4 separate regions of the Mus musculus genome follow, and all the other regions are linked to region 1. The links are chromatin contacts, called in public HiChIP or PLAC-seq maps. All regions are on one chromosome and are shown on one strand. The core of a region is the stretch at or near the end of the contact, and the rest is flanking DNA. Distances in the headings are between cores, read along the strand shown. Region 1 overlaps Dennd5b (DENN/MADD domain containing 5B). Region 2 has its middle 23 kb from the start of Gm38930. Region 3 overlaps Bicd1 (BICD cargo adaptor 1). Region 4 has its middle 4.4 kb from the start of Gm38930.

What was found. HiChIP or PLAC-seq counts read pairs in DNA pulled down with a chosen protein or histone mark.
Region 2: a contact with region 1 is called in an H3K27ac HiChIP or PLAC-seq map of epiblast stem cells. The contact joins two enhancer-like sites. A contact is called at or near these places in 1 of 39 promoter capture datasets (embryonic stem cells), 2 of 15 datasets of contacts at CTCF or cohesin (large pre-B cells and pro-B cells), 35 of 484 Hi-C or Micro-C datasets (3T3-L1-derived adipocytes, the AML12 cell line, the C10 cell line and 23 more), 10 of 115 datasets of contacts at active chromatin or transcription factors (bone marrow-derived dendritic cells, embryonic stem cells, epiblast stem cells and 3 more) and 1 of 9 other capture datasets (embryonic stem cells).
Region 3: an H3K27ac HiChIP or PLAC-seq map of embryonic stem cells shows a contact between it and region 1, with 11 read pairs. The contact joins two enhancer-like sites. A contact is called at or near these places in 1 of 484 Hi-C or Micro-C datasets (bone marrow-derived macrophages) and 4 of 115 datasets of contacts at active chromatin or transcription factors (embryonic stem cells and epiblast stem cells).
Region 4: an H3K27ac HiChIP or PLAC-seq map of embryonic stem cells shows a contact between it and region 1, with 5 read pairs. The contact joins two enhancer-like sites. A contact is called at or near these places in 4 of 115 datasets of contacts at active chromatin or transcription factors (embryonic stem cells, epiblast stem cells and extraembryonic endoderm stem cells).

What each region holds. Positions count from the first base shown.
Region 1 is chr6:148,991,663-148,994,362 of GRCm38.p6, forward strand. It overlaps Dennd5b (DENN/MADD domain containing 5B), which reads right to left. Exons shown (of 21, transcript NM_177192.3): 21 at 1-2,227. The coding sequence ends at 2,044. Among named protein-coding and RNA genes, the nearest start is that of Gm25539, 26 kb to the left of the region's middle. Within about 2 kb of position 1,274, at least 58 of the 459 cell types and tissues checked have an H3K27ac peak or open chromatin away from gene starts, as enhancers often do. A contact at or near this core is called in embryonic stem cells, epiblast stem cells and stem cell-derived epiblast-like cells, where this site is marked.
Region 2 is chr6:149,374,055-149,376,754 of GRCm38.p6, forward strand. No RefSeq gene overlaps it. Among named protein-coding and RNA genes, the nearest start is that of Gm38930, 23 kb to the left of the region's middle. Within about 2 kb of position 1,322, at least 115 of the 459 cell types and tissues checked have an H3K27ac peak or open chromatin away from gene starts, as enhancers often do. A contact at or near this core is called in embryonic stem cells, epiblast stem cells and stem cell-derived epiblast-like cells, where this site is marked.
Region 3 is chr6:149,454,896-149,457,951 of GRCm38.p6, forward strand. All of the region lies in intron 1 of Bicd1 (BICD cargo adaptor 1), which reads left to right. Among named protein-coding and RNA genes, the nearest start is that of Bicd1, 47 kb to the left of the region's middle. Within about 2 kb of position 1,371, at least 12 of the 459 cell types and tissues checked have an H3K27ac peak or open chromatin away from gene starts, as enhancers often do. A contact at or near this core is called in embryonic stem cells, where this site is marked.
Region 4 is chr6:149,355,674-149,358,696 of GRCm38.p6, forward strand. No RefSeq gene overlaps it. Among named protein-coding and RNA genes, the nearest start is that of Gm38930, 4.4 kb to the left of the region's middle. Within about 2 kb of position 1,573, at least 23 of the 459 cell types and tissues checked have an H3K27ac peak or open chromatin away from gene starts, as enhancers often do. A contact at or near this core is called in embryonic stem cells, where this site is marked.

The DNA of each region.
Region 1 (2,700 bases), core at 24-2,523:
TTGGTTTCATGCTCTCGGGTGTGGTAAAAAGCATAAATTCTAACCCTTGTGTTGTCAAGGGGGAGAGGGCAAGAATACAAAGTCTTTGATTTGAAGTGTCCTATTTTCACCTATAAAATGAAGAGGCTGTACTTGCTGTTGGGACTCAACTGTGGAACACTGACTTAAAAGTCCACCAAGCGCTCAGCATCAGGATGGCCCCATGGGAAAAGACAGCAATAAAACCCTGGGATGGACTGTATCTTAATTTGTGGATGTTTCCTATAGTAAGTAGATTGGTCTCTAGAATACTCTCATTCTACTATAAACACCCTTATTCTAAGTAAACAAACCACTGGGTTACACAGGTCATCTAGAGACATGTTCTAAGCCCTTTCTTTCCATGGGTGTGTAAATGTATCCTCAGCAACCCTTTTCTTCAGAGTTTCTGATAAAGGGCATGAGGTACTTGATCTATTAGTCCCTTCCTCCAGTAAACAGGAAAACAGCACTGCTGGCAAGAGCCCAGGGCCCTGAGATTGCACACGGATCCTGAGAGGCCATGGCTTGGGTTTTCAGCTACAACAGGGAATAAAACCTGGAGCTCTGCCGAGGCAATTTTGCTACTAACAAGGTATCGGTGCCTAATTAGAGTTCCGAAACTTACTCACCAAAAGATAAAGATTTATGTAGTTGCTAACATTTGCTTAACAAAAAAATAAATAAGCTATCAAACTAGAAAGGTTTCAGGAGTTCCTAAATTGTCTCTTGAGTCAAATTCACTCCTCAGTCTGCCACAGTGGCTTTTAACTTCTCTGGGACAATTGCTTTACATTTCCCTGAAACACCCAGAAAGGCTTCATTCTTTCTCTCAGCTTCTGTTATTTGCATTATCATGGTCAACAAATACCTTCACAAAAGCATTCCAAATCACACTGAGACCTCCTCCTTCTCCCACATTCCTTTTATTTCCTGAGAGGGGGGATGGGGCGGACAGAGGGAGTGGCTGGAACCTAACAAAGACTGGGCTGGTAGTTTAGCTCCACTTAAAGAGTTTAGATGGCCAAGTTAAAAGTCACACTGTTTCTTACAGTTATGGCTATATGATTGATACTAAAATTCATTATCTCAAAAGCCCTATCAAAGAACAGTAATAAAAATTCCAAGAACGAAGCCTCCAGGCTAATCTTTCAAAAGTAAAGAAGTTAAAGTCCCATGCTTCTCAGGGCTTCTTGTGTTTGCTTTCCAATTAGCCAAGCTCTTGGGATCTGGTATTTGCGCTCTCTCTCTCTCTCTCTCTCTCTCTCTCTCTCTCTCTCTCTCTCTCTGTTGAGATAGGGTCTTGCTATGTAGCTCTGTCTGGTCTGCAACTCAGATGCACCTGCCCCTGCCTCCCTAGTGCTGGGAGTGCGCCACTATGCCTTGCTGGGGTCTGATATTTAAAATACTTTAATTATCTTTTCCTTATGCCAATGAAAAACGTTCCCAAAAACTAAAAAAATTACTCATAATTCAAATGTATTAAATGGTTTATAACTTAAAAGGTACAATGAGGACTGCTGTACACTATGTAAAGCTGTATACATTCACCACACACAGGATGGGACTCCAGGAGGGATGGCTGCTTCAGGACAAAGCATTCTGGTTCCTTTGTGAGACCTGGAGGGAAAAAGAAGCCTTCCTGGGTTGCACTATGTACACATTTACTGGCTTCTTCCTGACTAGCACCGCTTTCCCCACCCCCAACATTTTTAAACTACTTATTTTAAGTCACAGGGATATTCAATCTAAGAAAAGTATCTTATTAGAGTAATATAATTTCTTAAAGATAGCATATTTACACACTTCTAACACATGAAAATACTCTATTTTATACTAAATTTCAGGTTCAAATGAACTACAATACAGCACTTTGCCTTGTCTGCAGAGTGGAGACTGTTCAAACTGGGGCTTCCAGTGCACTGCCCCGGCAGTGCTCACTATGGTCAGACCGGTCCAGATAGGTCCCCATAGTTACGGAAGCTTCAGGAGCCAGGGGTAGATGAAGAGTTTCTGCCGGCTGCTTTACACATCCACTCCTTTGATTAGTGATCCTTCCAAGACTATGGTGAAATCCTGAATGGTCTGAAGAATTCGGATAAGGGAGTTGACAGTCATGTGGTCTCGAAGCAGTGCATTCTCTTCATACATTCGGGTGATGGCAGGACATTCTGCTAGCAATGGAATCCACTGTGGAAGCAGGTGATCCCTACAGACCAAACAGACACAGGACTTGAGCTCTAACAGATACAGTGTAACTGGCTCCCCCTTGTGTCTTTCCCTTTAATTATCAGCCTGTTGAAACAATACAATTCAATCCTGTTCCTCAAAACCCTAGGATGATTGGGTGTATATATTTCTCTCTCTCTTCCCAATATGGGCACATGGAATAAATCTCTCTTCTGCTTCTCACTATGCATTTTATTTTTCTTAAAGATTTATTTTATTTATATGAGTACACTGTAGCTGTCTTCAGACATACCAGAAGAGGGAATCAGATCTCATTATAGATGGTTGTGAGCCACCATATGGTTGCAGGGAACTGAACTCAGGACCTTTGGAAGAGCAGTCAGTGCTCTTAACCACTGAGCCATCTCACCAGCCCCTCGTCATTATGCTTTTTAAACTTAAGAGCAGTGAATGCTCTTAACTGCTGAGCCATCTCTCCAGCTCTTGCTTTCA
Region 2 (2,700 bases), core at 72-2,571, 380 kb after region 1:
TTGTCAGCCTGAAAAGTCACTCTGGTGGGGATCAAGAGCCAGGGTCAAGGGAGTGGGTGTCCCATGCAGGATCTCAACAGGGGTCAGGTTAAAATGGTAGGGGGTGTTCAGGGCCAAGGGGAGGGGCACCAACCAGTCAAAGCCAGTCTCCAAGGTCAACTTAGCCAAGGTCTCTTGTAGGGGTTCTGTTTATTTTCTCTATCTGCTTTGAGCTCTGGGGACAGTACACACAATGGGGATTCCTATTAGTCCCCAATATCTCTGCCAATCCCTGACTTACCTTAAGAGACAAAAGCAGAACCATCGATTGTCCAATCTAATTACCTTGGGCACTCTGAACCTCTGGAAAATTTTCTTCTAATATCTTCTTAGCTACCACGGTAGCTGTTTCCTGCTTGGTGGGGAATGTTTCAACCCATCCAGGGAAAACTACACCTGATGGGTGTTCCCAGACTGGTATAGGTTTCTTTACAATGAGGGTCATCAGATCATACAATTGATGCATGATACATCTTTGTAATCTAGTCTTAAGACATGGCAGTTATGTAAATCTCAAGAAATGTAATTTCTTGGGTCTATTTTTATGACTAGTTACACATTACAATAAATAAGCTAAGCTACATGAGACTCCTTGCTAATTGCCAAACTACCAGTACAGAATGACCACAAATTCTTCACAAGAAATTTCCATAAAGCTTAGTTTCAATAGTCCCCAACAACTTATTATGTGTGTTAAGATGAACTAGAGGAGAAAATCCTGAAGGTTTTAAACAGTGATAAGCAAGCAAAAATATTAATTACTCTAATAGATTTGTATAGACTGTAAACCTACAGATTTTTAAAACCTTAGCTGTGTCATGTAATGTTTTCTTGGAAGTTGTCTTGTGAGAAGGTCATATGATGTTTTTCTGGAAGCTGTCTTGAGAAAGGTCATGTGATATTTTGCTGAAAACAGATACTTGAGAGGGTGGTGGGTGGTGGTGATATTCAGAAAGAATATAAGTAGAACCCTGAAGATAGTGAAAGGAAAAGCATCATGTACCCTCCCCCAAGACAGCGTCCAGAAAAACATCATGTGACACCACTGAGTTTTTTTTTTTTTTTAATGAAACCAGAAACTTTCACTTCAATTCTGTGCTTTGTAAATGTGTATAATTGTTTAAATTTTTCAGATAACAAAGATTGGGCCTGACAGGATCTTTTTACTTCTGCTTTCCATCGGCTCAGTATGTGGTTAGGAGTAGGGATCTACATGTCACTTCTTGCCTAGTGTTATGGTTGAAGTGACCTCTCAGTTGTGGGACACTGCTGCCATCAGGTGGTGATAGTCACTTAATGACTTCTGATGTGAAGAAACAAATCCTTTATCAGATTCCAGAGACTACCAGTCAGAGGTGTGCACAAAAAACATGAAGGCTCAGCATGGTGGCACACACCTTTAACCCCAGTGCTTAAGAGTTCAGAGGCAAGTAGATTTCTGAGTTCAAGGCCAGCCTGGTCTACATAGTGAGTTCCAGGACAGCCAGGACTACATAGTGAGACTCTGCCACAAACAAACAAAAAGAAAGAAAAAAATATGGAGAAGCAAAATACAATACCAGAATTTCTACTTCCTTTCATTTTTATAAAAAAAAGGTCAAGTAATTGTACTAATATTGAATATATCAGTTGTGTTCAGAATTCTTCATCCTGAATGAATTCTAAGTTTCCGCTCAGTATCACCTTCTCAGGGAAACGTTGAAGCCTCATGCTGTTATCAAGCTTAGAGGCCACAGCCTGTACCCCAAACCAGGTTCAGTTATCGGTCCTCAGTGGGCCAATTAAATGAGTCAAATTAATAGCGGAAGTCAGTAAGAGAAGATTTATTAAATATGGCCATATTGGAAAGATAGACGAGACTCTGTAATTCTATGTCTTAGGGTAACTATTGGTGTGCTAAAAACACAATGATCAAAGCAACTTGGAGAGGAAAGGGTTTATTTGACTTACGCTTCTATATAACTGTTCATCATTGAAGGAAGTCAGGACAAGAACTCAATCAGGGCAGGAACTTGGAGGCAGGAGCTGATGCAGCAGCCATGGAGTCATGCTGCTTACTGGTTTGCTTTCCCTAGCTTGCTCAGCCTGCTTTTTTTGGTTTGTTTGTTATAGAACTGGACCCTCCAACATTGTCTTAGTTAGGGTTTTACTGCTGTGAACAGACACCATGACCATGGCAAGTCTTATAAAAAGCAACATTTAATTGGAGCTGCTTACAGGTTCAGAGGTTCAGTCCATTATTATCATGGAGCATGGCAGCATCCAGGCAGGCATGGCACAGGCAGAGCTGAGAGTTCTATGTCTTCATCCAAAGGCTGCTAGTGGAAGACTGACTTCCAGGCAACTAGGGTGAAGATCTCATACCCACACCGAGAATGACACACCCATTCCAACCAGGTCACACCCATTCCAACAAGGCCACACCTCCAGATGGTGCCACTCCCTGGTCCAAGGATATACAAACCATCACAAACATCAATCACTAGTTAGGAAAATGTTCTACACACTTGCCAGAAACTTGAGCTTATGGAAGCATTTCCTCAGTTGAGGCTCCTTCCTCTCCCATGACTCTGCATTGTGTCAGGTTGACTTAAAACTAACCAGCACACCCCCTAAATCTTTGGGGTCCTGAAATGAGATTAAAGTTAAAATAATGAACCA
Region 3 (3,056 bases), core at 121-2,620, 460 kb after region 1:
CACTGTCTGTTCTTCCAGAGCTCCTGAATTCAATTCCCAGCAACCACATGGTGGCTCACAACCATCTGTAATGGGATCTGATGCCCTCTTCTGGTGTGTCTGAGGACAGCTACAGTGTACTTATATATAATAAGTAAATAAATCTTTAAAAAAAGAAAAGATTTATAATGATGAAATATTTGGAAACAGCATAAAAACAAATCAAATGAAAGTATTTGAAGTTGTTAAAGATAACACTATATACATGTTTAGAATGTGTTTTAACTGAAAATTAGCTAGCAAGTCTTTTTATCTCAAGCTGGATTATTTTATATTCATATGATTTTGTGATTATAGACTGTTTTGTTTTATAACCATAAAGGAGAAATGAGAAGTTATTTCTACCAGTAAAAAAAAGCACAGTTACATCTCTTCAAATAAACTGTACTTTTCTTGGGGTAGCTGTAATTTTACGAACTTTGATCATTGCTTTAATTAGATGGAAGGATAGTTGAGGATAGTAGTCCCTTCAGAACCCACTGAATTCACCCATTCATAGTATACAGAGGTCAAATTGCATGTGGCAGTGATGAGAGAGACACAGCACAACATTACGGTGAGAGGGCATGAATGTACAAGAACAGAAAAAAAAAAAAAAGCCCTGGTCAGAGTTTCTTCTATTGGACTTCAGTTCTTGCTAACCCTGTGTCAGCTAAACAGACATGACCATGATTGTTACTAGGGCTAAGCTACAGTTTTAAGGAAAATGCTTAAAGTTTTATGGCCTGAATCGTATTTCCATCATAGAGTTGGCCTGCGTAGGCCTATTAAGATCTGAGAGCTTATTACATTTGACCCCCATTACATATTTTCATATATCATATTTTATTTTTTCTAACTTACCTCTAACTCTCAAAATTTATTAGTTTTGTTTTTGTTTGTTTGTTTGTTTGTTTGTTTGTTTCAAGACAGGGTTCCTCTGTGTAGCCCTGGCTGTCCTGGAACTCACTCTGTAGACCAGACTGTCCTCGAACTCAGAAATCCGCCTGCCTCTGCCTCCCAAGTGCTGGGATTAAAAGCATGCACCACCACTGCCCTGTTGCAGTATATCTCCTCCCAAATATGCCCAGGCAATGAAAACACAACACAGTTAATTTGATTACATACTGTGCGCCTAGATTGGGCAGATCTACTGCTATACTACCATCTTCCACGCTTATGAGACCCCTTAGAACTTGCAGTTTCTCCAAGCCATGTGTTTCTGCTCTGCTTTTCTTCATCTTCCTCCTCTGCATCCTCTCCCTTTTCCATTTTCTCCTTCTTCTCTCTCCCACCATCTGTTCCACTTTTCCTTTTATCTGCCCAATCATCAGCTCTCCTTTATTTTACAAATTAAGGTGGGAAGCAGGTTTACAGGGAATTACCTAAGTGCTGACTCATTCCTTGTTCACAACCCCTCACAGGAGAAGGGAATTAACATCAAATATAATTAGCCCCAGGGCTATACACAACACTGCCCAGCCAGTTTTAAAAAATATTTTTATTTTTTTGAAAATATCAAACTTGTATACAATGTATTTTTTTATCACATTTCTCAACCAGTCCTCCCCCTAATTTTTCCACTCTGGTTGTTATTCTGTCTCACACAGTTCATACCTGGGCAAGAATATTGATAACTTTTTTCAACTAGTAGCATGCAGAGCACTTTCTGGTACTATAAAAGCTAGCCGGCAGAAGGAAGCTTTGAGGTCAATAACAACTTGATGTGGTGCCTTCACCAATAGGGCCTCAAAGTTCTGTTGGGAAAAGAAATAGCCTGTATTATTTTGGGGTCTTTGGTATCAACTACTTGAGGGAAAATAGCCTACATCTGCCACTGGGCTTTATTTTGCAACATAAGCTCCGAGCATTATACTCTTTGTAAGGTAACTCAAATTAAGTTCTTTAATAATAGGATTCAGTATGCCCTTTTAAATTTCTCTAGCATTAGCTATCTCTCCCCTCACTACCTCTTTTAACAGAGGGGAGCTCCTTTTATTTTCTTTTCCCTTTCCACCTTTCTCTTAGACAGCGTATCATTATGTAGCCCTTGTTGATATGGGACTCGATATATAAACCAGGCTGATTATGAACTCACAAAGATCCATCTGCTTCTGCCTCCTGAGTGCTGAGATTAAAGGCCTACACCACCACACCTGACTTTTTTTTTTCTCCGTGTAAAGTAGGAAACATATGGAAAATATACAATATTAACTAAAAAGAACATTGTGTTTTCATAGTTTTGTAAAGGTCACCGAAACATAAATAAATCTGAAAGGATATACCTTTTTTAAAGGGCTCATTCCCCACAAAGAAGACACTTTGCTTAGCAGTTTTCTGTGTAAAGTTTTCTGTAGAGGGTTAAAAAGGCCTTGTGCACACAGATATTGATTAAACACACAGCTTATCTCTTCAATGAAATGAGGTGTGTAGCTGCTCTTCTTGGAATATCTAGGAATGATATAGTTTTACAACCCAGTGATCCTTTGTTGTCTGATGAGATAGACTCTGCCTGTATTTCCCAGAATGTGTTTTTACTTATCCTAGATCCTTTCCACCTAAGTCCTGAGCATTGCTTCTAGGCCATAAAACCATCCTTAAGTCCTGAGCATTGCTTCTAGGCCATAAAACCATCCTTCTGAGTGATATCACTTGTACTTTACAACAGCCTAAATGACTTTTATGTTATCTTAGGTCCTGGGCAATCTTAACACTCACAGGCATTACATTTATCACAGTTAAGCTCCCTAGAGCCTAAATCTTGGGCATTATCTTTGAGTAAATAGTACCCATTTTGTGAAAGAAGCCAGATACACTTTGTACAGAATCTCAATGTAAACATGTTTTAAATTGTGTACGTGGGATTGAGTTCATTATTATCAGAAAACCCCTTTTTCAAAATTGTGCTGTGCTTAAATATGGCTAAAGGAAAATGATCTGAGCCAGTCTCTAGAAGTGCTGATTACAACAAAATTGGACTAAGTTTCATTCTTGTCTTTTCTGTGAATCTTTTTCGCCTGGTCTGCTGTGAAGCCTGC
Region 4 (3,023 bases), core at 323-2,822, 360 kb after region 1:
GTTTACAAGTAGAAATCTTAGTCAGCTGAACAAGCACTATATATTGTAGTTAGCTAGTTTGGAGAGTACAGATAGTTTTAATTTTAGCTAGTCAACTATAACAATGAATAGAGAGTTGGGTGTCCCATGTTTGACTTTGTCATAATGAAAGGAAATCAAATAAAATAAAAGGTTTAAACTAAAAAGGCCTGGGACTTAGACTGCAAAGAAAACAAGCCCGGGCCTGCCTGAGTTTGTCTTGAAGCTAGGTCACTTGGTCATAACGATAAGGGAAGGAATACAGGAACTGGTTCTGACTATCTTGCCTGACTCATTGACCACCTGGCAGGCCGGTGCCTCCTGCTCACCCCCCTTTCTATAGAGAGCATAGTTAAAAGCTGAAACATTAACCAGATGCATTGTCAACTCAGATAAGACACCCCCCAACACACACACTTTAGAATCCTTATATGCCCAGGCCTGCACGTACTACTCTGCTGACTCATAATCATGTTGCTGATGTTTGAATGGGCCAATCATATGTAACCACGCCAATTCTTCCTAGCCCCTAAACCCTACCCTATTAAAACCCCGAGTTTTTGAGTCTCAGGGTCAATTCCTCTGTCTCCTGCATGAGATATGTATCGACCAGGAGCTCCGCCATTAAAGCTACCTCGTGCTTTTGCAACAAAAAGGTCTCTCGTGTTTCTTTGGGTAACCAAAGACTTGAGTGGGGGGGCTCCTTCCTGGGGTCCTACAATAATAGGGGGGGATGTTTTCATGATTGATGGAATTTACCTAAATCCCATGGAGAAGAACGATTCCTCGAGTAAGCTGTTTCTTAAAATGTAAAATAATAGAGGATTTTAAACTATGGGCTTTCCTTTAACATCTGGATTAAATCTCACTGCTTTCACTCATTACAGTACTGCAAATTTTAGCCAGAGGAAGCATTCAGGTCAAAGAAATAAAAGGTACAGAAATAGGGAGAAAGGAAGTCAGATTTCCTTGTTTATAAATATGATTCTTGATTCTTATTTGTGTATTTGTGTGTGTTTGTATGTATTTGTGTGTTTGTGAGTATATGTATGTATGTGTGTGTGAGAGTATGTGTATGTTTGTGTGTGTGTGTGTGTGTGTGTGTGTGTATGTATGTGTAAATGACCAAGCTCGCTCGTCAGTCAACAGGTTCTCCAGCCCAGGAGTGAGGATTAAAAAGAAATATGACAGACAACATTGTAGCATGACCCCAGTCAATTCTGAGACTGAAGGCAAATTTAATTTTCCCAATCCACTTTTTTTTTAAAGACTTATTTTATTATTATGTCTAAGTAACTATAGCTGTCTTCAGACACACCAGAAGAGGGCATCAGATCTTATTAAGGATGGTTGTGAGCCACCATGTGGTTGCTGGGATTTGAACTCATGACCTTTAGAACAGTCAGTTCTCTTACCCACTGAGCCATCTCTCCAGCCCCCCAATCCACTTTTTAATACCATTTTAATTACATGCAAGTATTTAGGGTGAGTAGTACAATGAGGAACTAGCAAGACAATAGTCAGGGACAAGCTAGACAATAAACACAAAGCCCCATGACCACTCCAGTGATAGCTGTTTCTAAGGATGATCAAGATATCTGAGCCTACTTCCTTGTTCTACCCTAAAGCCAGATTCTTACTTCCTTGTCCTTGGCCAATGTCAGGTTCCTGCCTAAGCTTACTTCTTTTTTTTTTTTTCTAAGCTTACTTCTTTGTCATGCTCTAGTGTCAAATTCCTGCCAAGACCATTGGCCCATTTCCTTGTCCTTGGCCAATGTCAACACTCCAAAGGGCTCTCTGCATGTATGTTTGTATGTTTGTGTGTGTGTGAGTATATGTGTATGTATGTTTGTGTGTGCATGTGTGTGTATGTTTGTGTGTGTGTGTATATGTGTGTGTTGAGTCAGGGTTTCTTTATGTAAAAGCTCTGGCTGTCCTGAAACTTGCTTTGTAGACCAAGTTGGCCTTGAATTCACAGAGATCCACCTGTTTATGTCTGGGATTAAAAAATGTGTGCCTGCCGGGAGTGGTGGCACACGCCTTTAATCCCAGCACTCCGGAGGCAGAGGCAGGCGTATTTCTGAGTTTGAGGCCAGCCTGGTCTACAAAGTGAGCTCCAGGACAGCCAGGACTACACAGAGAAACCCTGTCTTGGAAAAAAACAAAACAAAACAAAACTGTGCCATCATGCCTGGACCTAAATATGATTCTACACATTGAAAACTATAAGGAATTCATCAAAAGACCATTAGTATTGACAAAAAGATTCAGTAAAGTTGCAAGATACAAAAAATTCCACATACCAAAAATCATTGTTTTGTTTCTCACACCTTTCTCTTTCTGGCTCCCCACCCCCCACCCCCGGGCCCTAAAACAGGATCTCTAGCATAGGTTGTAGCTGAAGATGACCTTTCTGATTTTTCAGCTTCCATTCCACAAGAGCTACGATTACAGTGGTGCATAACTGGTTTATGAAGTGCTGGAGACTGAACTCAGGGCCTCCTACATGCTAGACATGCATGCATACCAATTGAGATACACTCCCAGCTAGAGTAGTTATATTTTTATGTACTAATTATTTAATTGCTGAGAGATTTTAATAAACCCATTCATAATAGCTACAAAAAAATTAAATTTCAAAGGATAAATTTAACCAGGAAACTGAAAACCTTTACAATGCAAAGTATACTGAAGAATAAAGATAAAAAATTACTGAACTCTTCCTCACCCCAGAGCCCGACCCCTCCCATCTAGAGATTGTTCCCAGAACACTCCTGAACTCTTCACCCCAGAATGCATTCCTGAACTCCTCACCCTAGAGTTCGAACCCTCCCAACTAAAGACTGTTCCAAGAACATTTTTGAGATAAGGGCCTCCTGGAACAACCTCAGAATGAACCGGGTACATTGCCAAATAATAGGACATGACCCCTTAGTTACGTAAAATTCCCTTGGCAGAACCCCTTAGTTATGCAAACTTGTACTTTCCCTGCCCCGCTCTCCCCC